Regions from separate parts of the Cyprinus carpio genome. Here region 2 is linked to region 1. The links are chromatin contacts, called in public Hi-C maps. All regions are on one chromosome and are shown on one strand. Each heading gives the region's core, a stretch centred on a gene start, on an enhancer-like site or on the middle of the called end of the contact. The rest is flanking DNA. Distances are from core to core; before and after follow the strand shown. Region 1 holds the start of LOC109047026 (nuclear factor NF-kappa-B p100 subunit-like). Region 2 overlaps LOC109100441.

Region 1 (6,847 bases), core at 2,371-4,870:
ATTGTTAATGAGTGGTATTGTGCCGCAGTTTGATCTGACATAGAATTCCCATTTCATTCTTGTCTGAATAGTAAAATATGCTAAACTGATGTCATTTGGGTTCAACAAATATTAATTCTGCTGAGCTTTTGCTGAACTCGGGAAAAGATTCAGTTTGTGCCTGCTCATATCTCACCAATGAAGCCCTTTTTAGCTAACTCAATAGTAAACCTTCTTGTGATCTTCTCCAGCTCTGTGTCCTGTGTAAGGAAAACAAAAAATGGTGGGACATCAGTGACTACAATGCGATTAACAATATGAAAGTATACATTAAGAAAGCAACGCTTGAGCATTCGTTGTTCCAGCTGTAGACGGGGAGTCTGTCATCAGAACACTAAACTCAAAATTGCATGCTTAATTCACCAATGATTAATTACAAACAAACAAAGGACAGTCATAGGATTTTACTTTGCATGTCAAGAAATAAACACCATTCAGAATCTGGTTGGTTTCAGAGTTTCTGAACATCTGTCCAATAATAGCAATCTTACTGTTTGTTTTTTTTTCTAGAACAATGTCATAAAATCATCTAAAGAGGATGGACTCTAGAAAATGCAAACACATATCTAGACATTCATTTGCAGGAGCATTTATTATTACAGTCAAAATATCTGAAGTTAATGTCTCTTACCATCTTCCAAAATTATATTTAGTCAAAGAATCTGAAGAAAACACTCACAGAGTAATTCTTTGGGTTAATTTTCACCCCTGCTTTAGCTCCTCCAAAAGGCACATCTGTGGAGAACACAGTTCATGCAAATGATTAAACGTTCACGCTAACAACCACAACCAAACAAATGTACACATACAGTAAGCAAACTCAAGCAAGAACATACCTACAACTGCACATTTGTATGTCATTAGTGACGCAAGGGCTTTCACCTCATCCACTGACACCTCTGTGCTGTAACGGATACCTGGAGAAACAGAAGCAGTGTCCTCATCCATCAGACTGTACGTCTATGCAAATATGTCTGTAGATCACTCAAGTCATTAAACAAGCATCAAAATAAATCACATGCATTATAACCTTTGTTTTATGATGCTAAGACAGGATATTCTCTATCGATTAAAGCTTACAACACTTTGACAAGCTTTTTTATATTACTTGAGTTCTTATATAATTCAAGACATTTAGGGTGTTTTAAAGCTCTTGGGAAAAAAGAATATATAACAGAATGAAAGCTGTCAAGTATTTGTACACTGCAAAGCTGGGCCTTGTTTGTAAGCATTGATGAACCGGGCAATGTGCTGTTAAGAGTAGGAGGTCTGGAAAATTCAAATGCTCTAACAGCCTTGGGAAAAAATATAGGTCTACAGTTCTTAGAGGGGAAATTTTGTGTGGCAGGACAGGCAGTAAACCAACCACCGTGATGACTCACTCTCTCCTAGACAGGGCCCAAACTGGGTGTGGTTAAATTCAGTGTGATTACCCCAAACTAAACATCTGTTTTCAATCGGCCTCAAAAGCGCTTTTTGAACAGCAATGGCAAAGTCTTGAATTCATGGACGATGAGCTAGTAATTCATTTCAAATTACTACTAATCACAAATAATTTTATTACTGCAGATTTAAAAGGATAGTTCATACAAAAATTACCCATTCTCAACAGTTGACGTTAGGCATTCACTTCCATAGTATGGAAAAAGTACTATGGAATCCAATGGCTTGCCACAACTGTTTGGTTACTAACAGTCTCCAAAATATCTTCTTTTGACTGCTCTTGACTGAGTCAGGGTTTTTTATTCTTCTTCTCCATTTCTGTCAACAATGGAGTTTTGGTTCCCTGCCACTGTTGCATTTGGCTTGCTTAGCTGGGACACTATATTGTCGACTTGATTGCACAGATACTATCTGAACTGAACTGAGCTGGACGATGACATCACTGAATCAATGACGAACTGACTTTAACTTGAAAATTGAGTTTTTACTATCATCCTCTTGCATTATGGACACACTATTGTCCCGTTTAAAGCTGCTTTGTATTGTATAAAGTACTATATAAATAAAGGTGACTTGACTTCTGCTCAACAGAAGAAAGAAACTATACAGGTTTGGAACAGCTTGAGGGTGAGTAAACTATAACATTTTGGGGTGAACTATCCCTATAAAAAAGAAGTATTAATAAGTCATTAGCTCTTCTGTATGCATATTGTGGAATTAGCATGTTTACTGCACATATTCAGGAAGTCCAAAGTCTGAATTCTTTTACTTATTATACTGCATGCATGTTTTGCTGAATCTTCACTTATTGCATGTTTAAGCAAATAACAGAATAGGATTGCAGGTCATATTATTCTTTATCTAGTTTCCTTATATCCACATAAAAGGAAATATAATTAAAAAAAAAACAGTATAGCATAAATTACAGCCACAAACTTTTTATTTCTAAAAAAAAAACAAAACAAATAAAAAATAAAGCCAACTGTGAGCTCCTCCCCCATGTAAACTGATTACGAGGTCTCTTTTACATTAGCTTAATAAGAGACTTCCCAGCATACAAGGTGCAAAAACATGTTATCTTGTTATCCGGACAGTTACTAGACCTCAAGGTAAAATCAGTGACTAAGCTAATGTACAAACTTAACAGTTTAAAGTCTAGCCATCAATTCAGTGACTGTCTCACTGAAAGCTCCTCTTAAATCTACTCAATAGAAGATCAAGCAGGGTACAGTATAAAATCTCTTCCAAAACTTTATTGATCAGTTTATCCTAACTCATCTGCAATTTAAACCACTTAAAATGGTGGTTAAAGTAAATGAGATGCAAGTTATTTTATTTGGTCATTCTACAGTTGAAAGTAAAGATCTTAGTTTTAAAAAGGGGGAAATAGTCTGAAAAAACTGACTGGATGGGGCTTCTATCGGAGGAAACTGCAGAGGGGGCTTCCAGCTCCCGCACTGCACAGTCAGTCCTGACGAAGCAAAATCTAATGGCCTGAAAAACAACTGCAGAATAGGTCATGCTTGATAGAAACAGCTCTTACACAAGCACATTCCAGTGGTAATAAAGGAGTTCACAGCTTCCAAAAAGTACACAAATATTTCTGTAAAGGTAAAACTGTAATTTATATGATGGGTGTGGACTAAGATACAAAAAGAAAACAGATCTACCTACTAAAATAAACATATGAACAGGACAGGCAGCATTCCTGCTGAAATAATGATCAAATATAAACCTAAAATGGTGAAGCAATGCAGGATGTGTTTTTAATTATAAGCCTTTCCTCTCTCCTACATATTATACAATATTAAATGCAATGCATATTGTGTATGGAATGTTTAGATGGTTTTATGATGATGGAAAACCCATTTCAAGCTGTAATTTGTAATATGCATATGGATTCTAGCTAGTCTATGATGCTAACATATTGTACCAAAAAAAAAAAAACAGAAACCAACTGGTCTTCAAACCAGCTTAAACTTGTCAAACTATGTGACCATCTCACCTAATGTACACATTAGTCCAGCTAAATAAACGAAACCAGTTTATTCCGATATAACACCTATTTGTTAAACGCTTTATTACCAGCTACAGTACACTGCATATGGATTTTATTATTGTGCAGCTTGAAACGCTTGCACGCAAACAGTCGCGGAGTGTCGCTGCTGCGCAACCGCGACGCACGATATTTTCCAAGTTCATGGCACGCAAGGCCTATTTATCACGCTCTGTCAAAATACGAAGCTAATGCCTGTAAATTAATGTGTTGGACACACGCAGAATCACGCCATCACAATGCAAAACATCTGAAGATGCTTCGACAGGTAAGTGCTATGTGTCTCAGTTTGCATGTTTTCTCTCGAGAGCGGGTCTGCTTCCTTATTAACTCCGGTGTAAATAACGCATGAACTTACCTCCTTTACACGGAGTCCTGTGCTGGCTGTGTTGAGCTCGGTAGCCCTCGATCATCTCCCACTCCCCGTTGTCTCTCTTGATGGGGAACGACACGGACAGGACGTGGTTGCACGGCTTGATGATCTTGAGGATCCCCCGCACTCGGTGCCGCTTCTGCTCGGGCGTTTCTCTCGTCTTGAGATCATGCACGAGTTTGTCCTCCACGATAGAAGCTCCGCGGTCGAAGAAACCCTCGACCATCCTAAAGAAGTTAGGGTCATCGTCTTTCTCTCCCACGGCTTCGCTGTAACGGCGGACTCGCAGGAGTGTCGCGGAAGCAGGCAAAGCGGAGTCGACGCATCCCGAGGCCAGTGCGCTGCTAGCGGCTGCGCGCGAGACGAGCTCCCCCAGATACCTATACATGATTGTGAATTAAAACACTAACTAACAGTATCTACAAAGAGAACAAACTAAGACAGTGTCAAAGGAAAGGGTGGGACGGGTGAATAAACGGACACCAGGGCTCCTCCTTTTTCTTCTGCACTCAATAAAGTGTCAGCTTGAGTGCTGTTTGTGAGTTGTTTAAATCGGCAGGGAGGCGTGCCGTGGCCCGTGGGTCTCCACCTCAAGCTGGGAGGCGCACAAAGAGCAGGAACCCATAAGCAAACACTGCGCTTTGAACTTATGCAAAAAGTATTGAAACAATATGTACAAGTATAAAGTTGCTGCTGACGATGAAATAAATGTGTTGGCTAAACTTAATGCCTGTTTAAAATGTTTTTCATTTTGGGGGGAAATGTTCTTTGAGGTACTGTACTGTAAATGTTATGGTATTTTACTACAGACTAGAACAGAGGGGGATTAAGAAATAGTGTAACATATTTCTTTTTTTTTTTTTTTTTTTTTAGCAAGGAATGCCACCTGAAAAAAGGCTTTCAAAACAGACTGATGCCTTTAAATAACATATCCTACTTTTTGAAAGTATTGTTGTCTAAATGTGCTGTTATAGAGAATTTGCTTTTTGAGCCATGATTCCCCCTGGAATATTCTCTGTGTTTTAGCATTGCTAAGATTTAGGGAGTAAAAAAAAAAAAAAGACCAAGGGAGTAAAATAAGGTTTGTGCTCAGGGACAGACTGGGAGTAAAAAACAGCCCTGGATTTTCTCTTAAATAGGCCCACCACAACTACAAACAGTCACTACTATCTCACAACAGAGGACTGAAATAAATGTATTATTGTATGAAGTAAAATACTTTAAATCTACATAAAATTAGCAGAATGCAAAATGTATATGCTTAATGTTATGTTAAGAGACTTTCAAGTTACAGTCATATTTTGAGCGTGAATTTTTAAGTTGCTATATAAGGACTACAACAGTTTTCCAATACGTCATAACTCTACTTTGGTAATTGTAGTGCTTATCTAGTAACTTGTTAGAAGCCAAACAAACACACAGCAGATTCATTCATACTCAGTGCATATAAACAGTATTTAAATATACAGGAGTTATTTCTGTGATAAAGGGCAGGAGGTTATTCTGTTTTCGCTTATCCAGGATGTGATTTTCTTGCGCAGCGCAGCTGAGGTCATGTGAGGTCAGCAGAGGCCCTGTTGACTGTGATTAGTTAGTGTCAGGGTTATTGGCCTTTTCCAGTCCATGATGGAGTAGCTTCATATCTTCAGTCTCATAAATCAGTTATAGTGTCTGCTTCCTACCTGAAACCATACAGAAAAAATTACTAAATGAAGCAAGTAAATTTTAGTTAAATACTACTAAAAATTAATTTATTAATTTATTAAATTATTCCCCTTTTTGTGGACTCAAATTAATAATTATTTTTAACTAGAATGTTTAAAGCAATCATTTTCCTCAAATGGTTTGTGTTACCTTAACTGGTTGGGTCTTTCAGTGTAGTATTAGCAGTTGTTCAGTGTAGTAGGTTCAGTAAATCCAGATGTACTGCTTTATTTCACCTGCGGCTACAGTGACATGAGGAGTTAAGTCATATCTTCTTTGTAACTGCTGTAATTTGTTCCTTCCTGAAACACATCATGCCCTGGAGATCAACTCTTGCAGGGCTACTTTGATTGTTTCCAGGGAAGAGCTTGTTTTTTGCAGTCTCCCAAGATATGTCTCAATGTGTACATGCTCCATTGCCTCAGAGGAACATGTGGACAGCAGCAATGGATTACTTTTTTTCATATATAGTAAAAGTGTCCATGATTAAGACAAGGAAATTGTTTAAAACACATGTGCCAAGTTTTCAAATGTTTGTATTCATGTTTGTTTCACATGGTTTCCTTATACCTTGAATGCACGTGAGAATCAGCTAACACAAGAAAATCTGTTTGTTTTCAGTCTTTTTTCTTCTTCTCAGTCTACAAATTCTGCCTGCAATAAATCACACTGGTTTGAAAGAAGCCTGTAGTGCTCTGTTATTGGCTCATGTGGTGCCTACACCCATCACCTGATTGGTGAAATTCTGGAGAGTCACTCATTAAGTGCTGTTTTTTGTTCTTTTTCGAAGTGAAAACAATTGATCTGAGGAATGCACACTTGCACAGACACATTAAAAAGCTCTGTTATTTCCACCAGCTGTGGAGGTTTTTAATAGATTCATGCTTTTCTTCCTCAATGAACTTGCTTGGAATTTTCCTTTACTGTAATTTAGCATTTTCAGCTGTGTGGCTTTTAATAATATTTAAAGGGATAGCCAGTGTGATTTCATTATTTATATATTCTGATAATATTATTAGCATTTTTGAATTAGCTTTTATTTATATACATTCAGTTTTCATTTTACTTTTTGTTTACATTAGTAATTTTGTTATGTGCTTTATTTTTATTTTTTAATTTAATATTTTTTTTATATTTCTATTTAGCTGTATTTTTATTTCAGTTTGAGTAGTTTTAGTACTTCAGCCTAAACTTTTTTTTTTACTTTTTAAACTAATATTTATATTTTATTT
Region 2 (6,847 bases), core at 2,551-5,050, 42 kb after region 1:
ACCTGAATATGATTCTTTTTTTTTTTTTTTTTTCATTGTTTGTTATGTGTTTATGGTACATCAGATACATCTAAAACTCACATGACCATGCAGATCAGTGTTGAGCAGCATCAGGGCACAAGTCAGCGTGTGAACGCAGTCTGAAACACAGAGGCACAGAACTCCCATAAGCTCACACAGTCAGAGCAAGAGCACCCCATAGTGTTAGTTATATTGTAATACACATCAGAAGCACATTCATTCACACACACACAATGCTGGCATAGCTTACCTTCATTTAGAATAGTTTTCGGGTTGCACTGGAGGTATCTTTTAGAAAAATGGGATAAAACTCGCTCCCTCTCTTGTGTCTCTCCCATTAGGGCAAACTCTCTCAAAAACACTCTAAGAAACAAGAATGACAAAAGACAACGAGAAAAACAGACAGAATTTGAATAAACCTGTTAGACATGTGAAATGAGGGCAAATATTTACTTAACTAAACATGGGAGGAATAGCTAGCTCACCTTAACGCCTGATCCACCATCATCCCTGAGAAGTTAAAATGACTGAGATACTCCTCCGCCACCATGTGACTGAAATCATTGCTGCAAAAGTCATGAAAAGACAAAAGCGTAAAAAAATCAAGTTTTTGGGGTTCATACTAGAGGTCAAAAAGTCAATCCCTTCATGCAAAGAAGTTCACATGGTCATTTTCACAAATAAATGACCTAAAAACAGTCAAGAATCATAAATATTTATTATAAAATTTTAACCTATAAAATGTACATTTTTAAAATACAATCCACACTTTATATTTAAAACATGGTATTTATTATTTTTAAATTGAACTTTGCTTCACAAAACTCAAAAAACAAAGAAAGAGGAATGAAATAAAATAAATGCAAATATAATTTCTTAGTATTTATTAATGGTTCAAATGATCCTCACTTCTTGCTCAGGTGACGTGCTACGTCTGACTTCTTAAATCCATCAAGATTGTACAGACGTTTGGCCAGCCGTTTTGCAGCTTGGAGGTCAGCTTTGTTGCCATTGGCCAGAGTTTCAGTGCTGCCCACAGCCAATCGTTCAGCCACCTCTGAATCAGATTCAGACACCGGCCGGGATGGCCTCTCTCTGGAACGGAGGAAAAATAAATGTATGACATCTACATGAAAGGTGACACACATTTACTTTAATATAAGTTATAGCATTACCAAGGAAAAGTAAAAGTGGCATACATTTTATTTGCAACCCAGATATGATATGTAAATATGCTTGGCTTAAAATAAGCAATCATAGACAACTACACAATATAAGCATACTGAACATATTAATACTGACTATTCACTAAAGCAGTCAAATCATGAGGTTAAATTTGTTTAACTTCTCTCTCTCACGTCTGAACCTGTTATTCTTAGCACTAGCAGTGTGATGTAAATAGAGTCTATTTGATCTACCTATACAGATTCTTTTCCAGCAGTTCAACTCAATCCACCATTCACAGAGAAACCAGCGTTTAGTAACTAAAAAAGTTCACCTGACAAACTATTTCAAGTGCATAATAAACCTGTGTATTTGCCCTTTGTACACTATTCAAAAGCACAAAAGCTTCACATAAACATACACACACAAACATAAAGGTCTTCAGCTGATATTCACATGTGAGAGGACAGAAAGAAGTTTAATTTATATTAAAAGTGTTAAATACATTCTATTCAGTCCTGAATCAAAAACTAAAGCGTAAAACTCTAATAACACAAAAGGTCTGAAAAACCAAAACAAGAGAGGCTACCCAAAAAGTGCTTAAAAAAGCATCTACTCTACCTCAGTGACCCAACTCTGCCTTTAAACCACCGCATTCCAAAGTCTGTTAGATGTAGGAGAACCAAAAAAAGTTCATGCCACATGCGGATCACCCCTGTCATCTGTCTTTGGTTTGTTCCGAAGTTCTCAATTCCCAACCTACTCCAACCGGATAGTTCACAAACAAGGCAGGGGAGGAGACTCGAAGAAAGGGGATGAGGGCAGATTGTTTGTTCTTCAAACAATGGACAGAAAGAAACATGGTAGAGAAAACCAGGAAGAAATATAGAGAGCATTTCCGCCACGGCTTCTAGGATGTGGAAGAGAGCTTCTACAAAGATGCACAGTGACTAACAGACACACCTTTGCTGAATCTTTTTGTATGTCAGACATCAGCTGATATATTTAGACACCTGTGTTTGAATAACAATAACATGACACACAAATCATAACTTGTCTGGTGAGGGCACTTAAAGGAGAAAAAATCTAAGACGATGATTGTTACAAATGCCAGCACATATTTCTACATTATATGAATAAATGCTTCTTAGTGGACATGTTCACACCCACTCACTATTATTGGTGAGGTGAATACAGGGAGGTATATGGGCAAACAATCACCTCACATGTGCTGAGGCTTTACAACATTCCAGTGCTTTGTGAAAAACTTTTAACACACCTCTCTTTAACGTTGGATGACAAGATTTACATACCAAAGGAGGAAAAAGACTGCATAATTTAAACATTTTTTGCATGACTTGATAAGCATTAGAGTATCACATACCAAGGATATGATATTAACGTGACATCGAGTTGCACTAGAATTTTAGGTCTTGACTGGTTATGAAAACACATAATGGAAAAATATATGGACTATATGTCCATATATTCATGTAATGGACAATAAATGAGTTGATGTTTTTAAAGAAATTTGTTGAAATGTGTTTCACAATGTGTTGAGGATGGTCTTGCACAATGCGAGATAAATATAATTGTGATATATTTGTAATATTTTAAGCAACAATGAAGTGATAGTACTTATGTTTTGTCAATGCTCTGTCAGATTATGATGCCATGTTACTGTGTTGAATGTTACTATGGTTAAATCCTCAAACTAACATGATTTCTGTTAGCGAGCATCTATTTCAGGGGTGTCAAACTCAGTTCCTGGAGGGCCGGAGCCCTGCATAGTTTTGTTCCAACCCTGCTCCAACACACATACCATGCAGCTTTCAAATAAGCCTGAAAGACTTGATTAGTTGGATCAGGTGTGTTTAATTAGGGTTGAATCTAAACTATGCAGGGCTCCGGCCCTCCAGAAACTGAGTTTGACACCCAGATCTATTTGATACAGTAGCAAAACAAACACACACTTTTTTGTTATGCAGGAGGTTAGAGGACGAAATTAAACGGAGAAAAATTCATACCTTGACAAAGGCTACTTGTTTGGCTGAAATGCTGGAAATAATAAACCATGCTTAAAAGAGTGTACAGTTACAATTTTTCTTCAGCAAGCATCTATTCACCATCAGGTAACTAACTAACTCGTTTTTGTTATTGAAATATTTTTTGAAACTAAACTGACTAAAACATACATGTTTTAATTCCCCTGAACAACAAATTTTAATTGGAGGGATAAAAACCTTGAATACTGTGTTTAATAGTGTGATAAACTGTGAATTGCGGCTTAGGTATTCAACTTGAGATTAGATAACTAATACTAAAACTGAAAAAAGCCCTAAAATAAACACTACACAAACATTTTAATAATGACAATAATAAAATAAATTGTTAATAAAACTAGTGCTAACAAAAATAACAAAAGCACAATAAGTCAAACTTAAAAAGTAAAAATAAAAACAATAATAGTAGCTCAGTGATACTATAATAACACTGATAGAGACAATAAGTTAAAAAGAAGTCTACATTTTTCTACTCACCGGTATATGGCAGGGTGGGGGGCATACATGTAATTATCCTCCAAGGCCCCACCCCCCCAGCAGAGCACATAATGAGCCATCACCTTAGCCCTGCCCCTTCACACCTTACAGAGCCAGCTGACAGGAGCTCGCTTATAAACACAGCATCCAGCCTTCCACATTCTCTAACCTTCCCTGAACCTCCTTTTGTCCAGAACTAGCCTGAGGAGGCTTTAGAAGAAATCTGACCCTCTCCTTCTGCAAGTCCCTTGAACTCTCATTAAAGTCTCTAGTTGCCGTGTTGCTGATTTTTTTATCCTACTCCAAACTTTTACAAGCTCTTCTCGGGCCCATAGCGAAGTCAGAGGCTTGATACAGCTGTTCATCTGTTTTATTTTCTCTCGTTCTTTCTCGTTCCGCTGGCTGTTCCTGCCTTATGCTTGCCTGTTTGTGGATGTGAATGCGTGTTCCTCTCTTGTCAGCTGAGCTATTTTTCGCTGGTGGATATGGTCTGTATTTCCTTTCACAACAGTTTACTCCCCCTTTTCCCCTCTTTCCAACCCTCTCTTCCTCTCTTTGTCTTGCCTTGTTACTTGCGTCCCTCCCATTAAACTCTATCAGTCTCAACATGGTTCTGAATACAAAGTTTGTCTCATTAAAAATGATTAATATGTATAGATCTATAAAAAAAATAAAGGCCAGAATTATGTGTGCTTCTTCAATATCAGTGGCCTTTTAAATAAAATAATGGACTTATACTGTACAGCCCTGCTCTCTAAGTTAATCTGCTCTTACCATGGAGACTGAGCGTGCCTGGCAAAGCTCCAGTTCTATCTGGCCCCATGGCAGGAGAAGGAATGTAGCAGATGAGCCAGGTATCAAAGCAGACAGTGTCGGCTTTCAGACCCTCTTAATAACCACAGTAAAACTCAGATAAAACATCCAGACAATGTTCCTTACTGTAAATCTTATGCCACATTAAAAATTCCAGTCTTAAAGTTACAAAACACTGTAAAACACTGCTGTTGTCACACAACTCTTACCATGTTTTCAAAGGTCAAATGCATATATTTTCTACCATTTGCACTATAAAAAAATATTTAAATCAAGATAAATTGACAATCTGTTTTCCCTCCATTTAAAAAAAATAAGAAATCCAACATAAATCTAAATTTATTTTGCATACAGAAGAAAAAAAAAACAATCTGGTGATAAAGAAATTAATGTAAGATTTATACAGCAAGTCTTATTATCTTTTCATTAATTTTCTTCAAAGTTATTCCAATCATTTTAAATTCAATGTTTTTAAGGAGGTTTCAATTTTTTTTTGAAAAACAAGATAAAAATGCTGATGATATTTGCAAGTGTAGACTCGTATGAGATTATTTTTGTGCCCTTAAAAATGAGTGCAACTTTTCAAGAAATTTATTAAAAAAAAAAAAAAATTTAAACTAAATAAATTTTCATTGAACCTGCAAAAAAAATAGCATGTAAAATGTAATTTTTATATTGTTTGAATTCTTTAGAATAAGGTGATCATTAATTGTGAAAGTGAACATGCATTATGGCAAGGGTTGTCAGCCTTGATAGCCTTGTTGGAGTGAGACTTTCTTGACGTCTGAAAACAACACACACACACACACACACACATATATGATAGTATTATCTTTCAATTGTAACAGCACAATCTAATTAGACCCTACAATAGAAAATAATCATAAGAAATAAGCAAATATCCTTTGAGAACATTGGACATTATACAATATTTTCAGTATAATACTTCTAATTAAACCTCAATACACCTTCACTTTCTTTCGCATTTGATCAATCACACTCCTAAAAGCTTAAGTCATCAGAGTAGTAGCAGCAGATAAATACAGATTTTAAAAAAACTCCTAATTTTATATTACTATAATGAAACAGAGAGCTTCTAACAGACCCACATGCACACTGACGCTTTCATTTCCAGGTCAAGAATATGTCAATCAAAAACTTACAGTAGTAGCTAATGAGAACACATCACTCCTTGCCCCCACGAGAGATTTGTGCCAGAATGGCAAATGAAAACTTTATAAGCATAAATGAAAACTTCAAAAGCGTAAAATATATTTTAGAAGCGTAAATGAAAACTCTGTAAGTGCATTTGTAAGTACATATCAGCTAAAGAAAGAGGAGAAAACAGTTAGCAAAACATGCAGTGTATTAAATGAAACCAAAGATTTTGCCTGCAATTTTTTTTTTTTTTTTTTTTTTTTTTTTTAAGAATTTAAAGACATTTTATACAGTTTCTATTTCTATTTTAATAAGTTTAGTGAAAATACATACATTTTTATTGGCACAAAAATAATCCCATAGACTCAGATCTACACTCTGATTTATTCTGACAGCAGACAGGAAGGAGTAGCAAGAGATTATAGGCCTAAACTCAAATCTGACCCTGAGATTTAGGGTCAGTTACAGCACCGGAAGGATCTTATGCAGTCATGAGAACTTATTTAGTTAGGAACTTCATCCTTATATGACTGCTTGCTACATACAGTTGATCAAAACAATTTCTCTGATTTAAAACTATTCACATTACATTCATCAATGGCATCTGTGAGAGAAAATGTATCTGAAGCTCATTCAAAGCCAAAACAGATAGAAGACAGTGAGCTGGCATCTCAGTACAATCACATTGCTCAGCACTGCTCTCTAGTGGTAAATACTCAACTGTAGATTCTTTTTTTGTAAACAAATCTTCAGAAAGCCCATTAAAACTATTTTCAGTGAACAACTGGTTACTCAAATATGTCAAAATGACCAAATTACATAGAGCTATAGGTACCATCTGTCATCAAAACAGCTGTTTGCATTTTGAGAGCAATTACAGCAGGAATGAGTTTGTCTTTGTGTGTGCATGTGTCTGCTCTGCCAGCTGTTCCTTTTCTAATGTGTATAATTACTATTATTCTTCCGAGTGTCAATTTCACCAGGGGGATTGGGGGTGTTTACACTACACTAACATATCTGTTAACATGCAGTGATGAGATATTAATGGAAAATATACCCAGACCGCAACTGACCTTATGGCAGCATCTGTGTCAGAATCAGGCCTGCGGGCTTGATCAGAGCAGGATTCACTGCAGAATGGACTCTCTTCT

The links. A called contact is a pair of places that touch in the nucleus more often than the background predicts.
Region 2: a contact with region 1 is called in a Hi-C map of liver, with 2.4 times the contacts expected there. The contact joins the enhancer-like site here to the promoter of LOC109047026 in region 1. A contact is called at or near these places in 2 of 8 Hi-C or Micro-C datasets (liver and red blood cells).

Annotation. Positions count from the first base shown.
Region 1 is chrB13:15,704,803-15,711,649 of ASM1834038v1, forward strand. LOC109047026 (nuclear factor NF-kappa-B p100 subunit-like) reads left to right here and starts at 3,621. Exons shown (of 34, transcript XM_042736838.1): 1 at 3,621-3,806. LOC109051632 (glutamate dehydrogenase, mitochondrial-like) reads right to left here and starts at 4,470. Exons shown (of 13, transcript XM_042736835.1): 1 at 3,897-4,470; 2 at 876-956; 3 at 719-774; 4 at 176-239. The coding sequence starts at 4,299.
Region 2 is chrB13:15,746,926-15,753,772 of ASM1834038v1, forward strand. It overlaps LOC109100441, which reads right to left. Exons shown (of 17, transcript XM_042736841.1): 5 at 6,770-6,847; 6 at 931-1,116; 7 at 507-587; 8 at 272-384; 9 at 82-140. Among protein-coding and RNA genes, the nearest start is that of LOC109100441, 15 kb to the right of the region's middle. Within about 2 kb of position 3,801, at least 2 of the 8 cell types and tissues checked have an H3K27ac peak or open chromatin away from gene starts, as enhancers often do.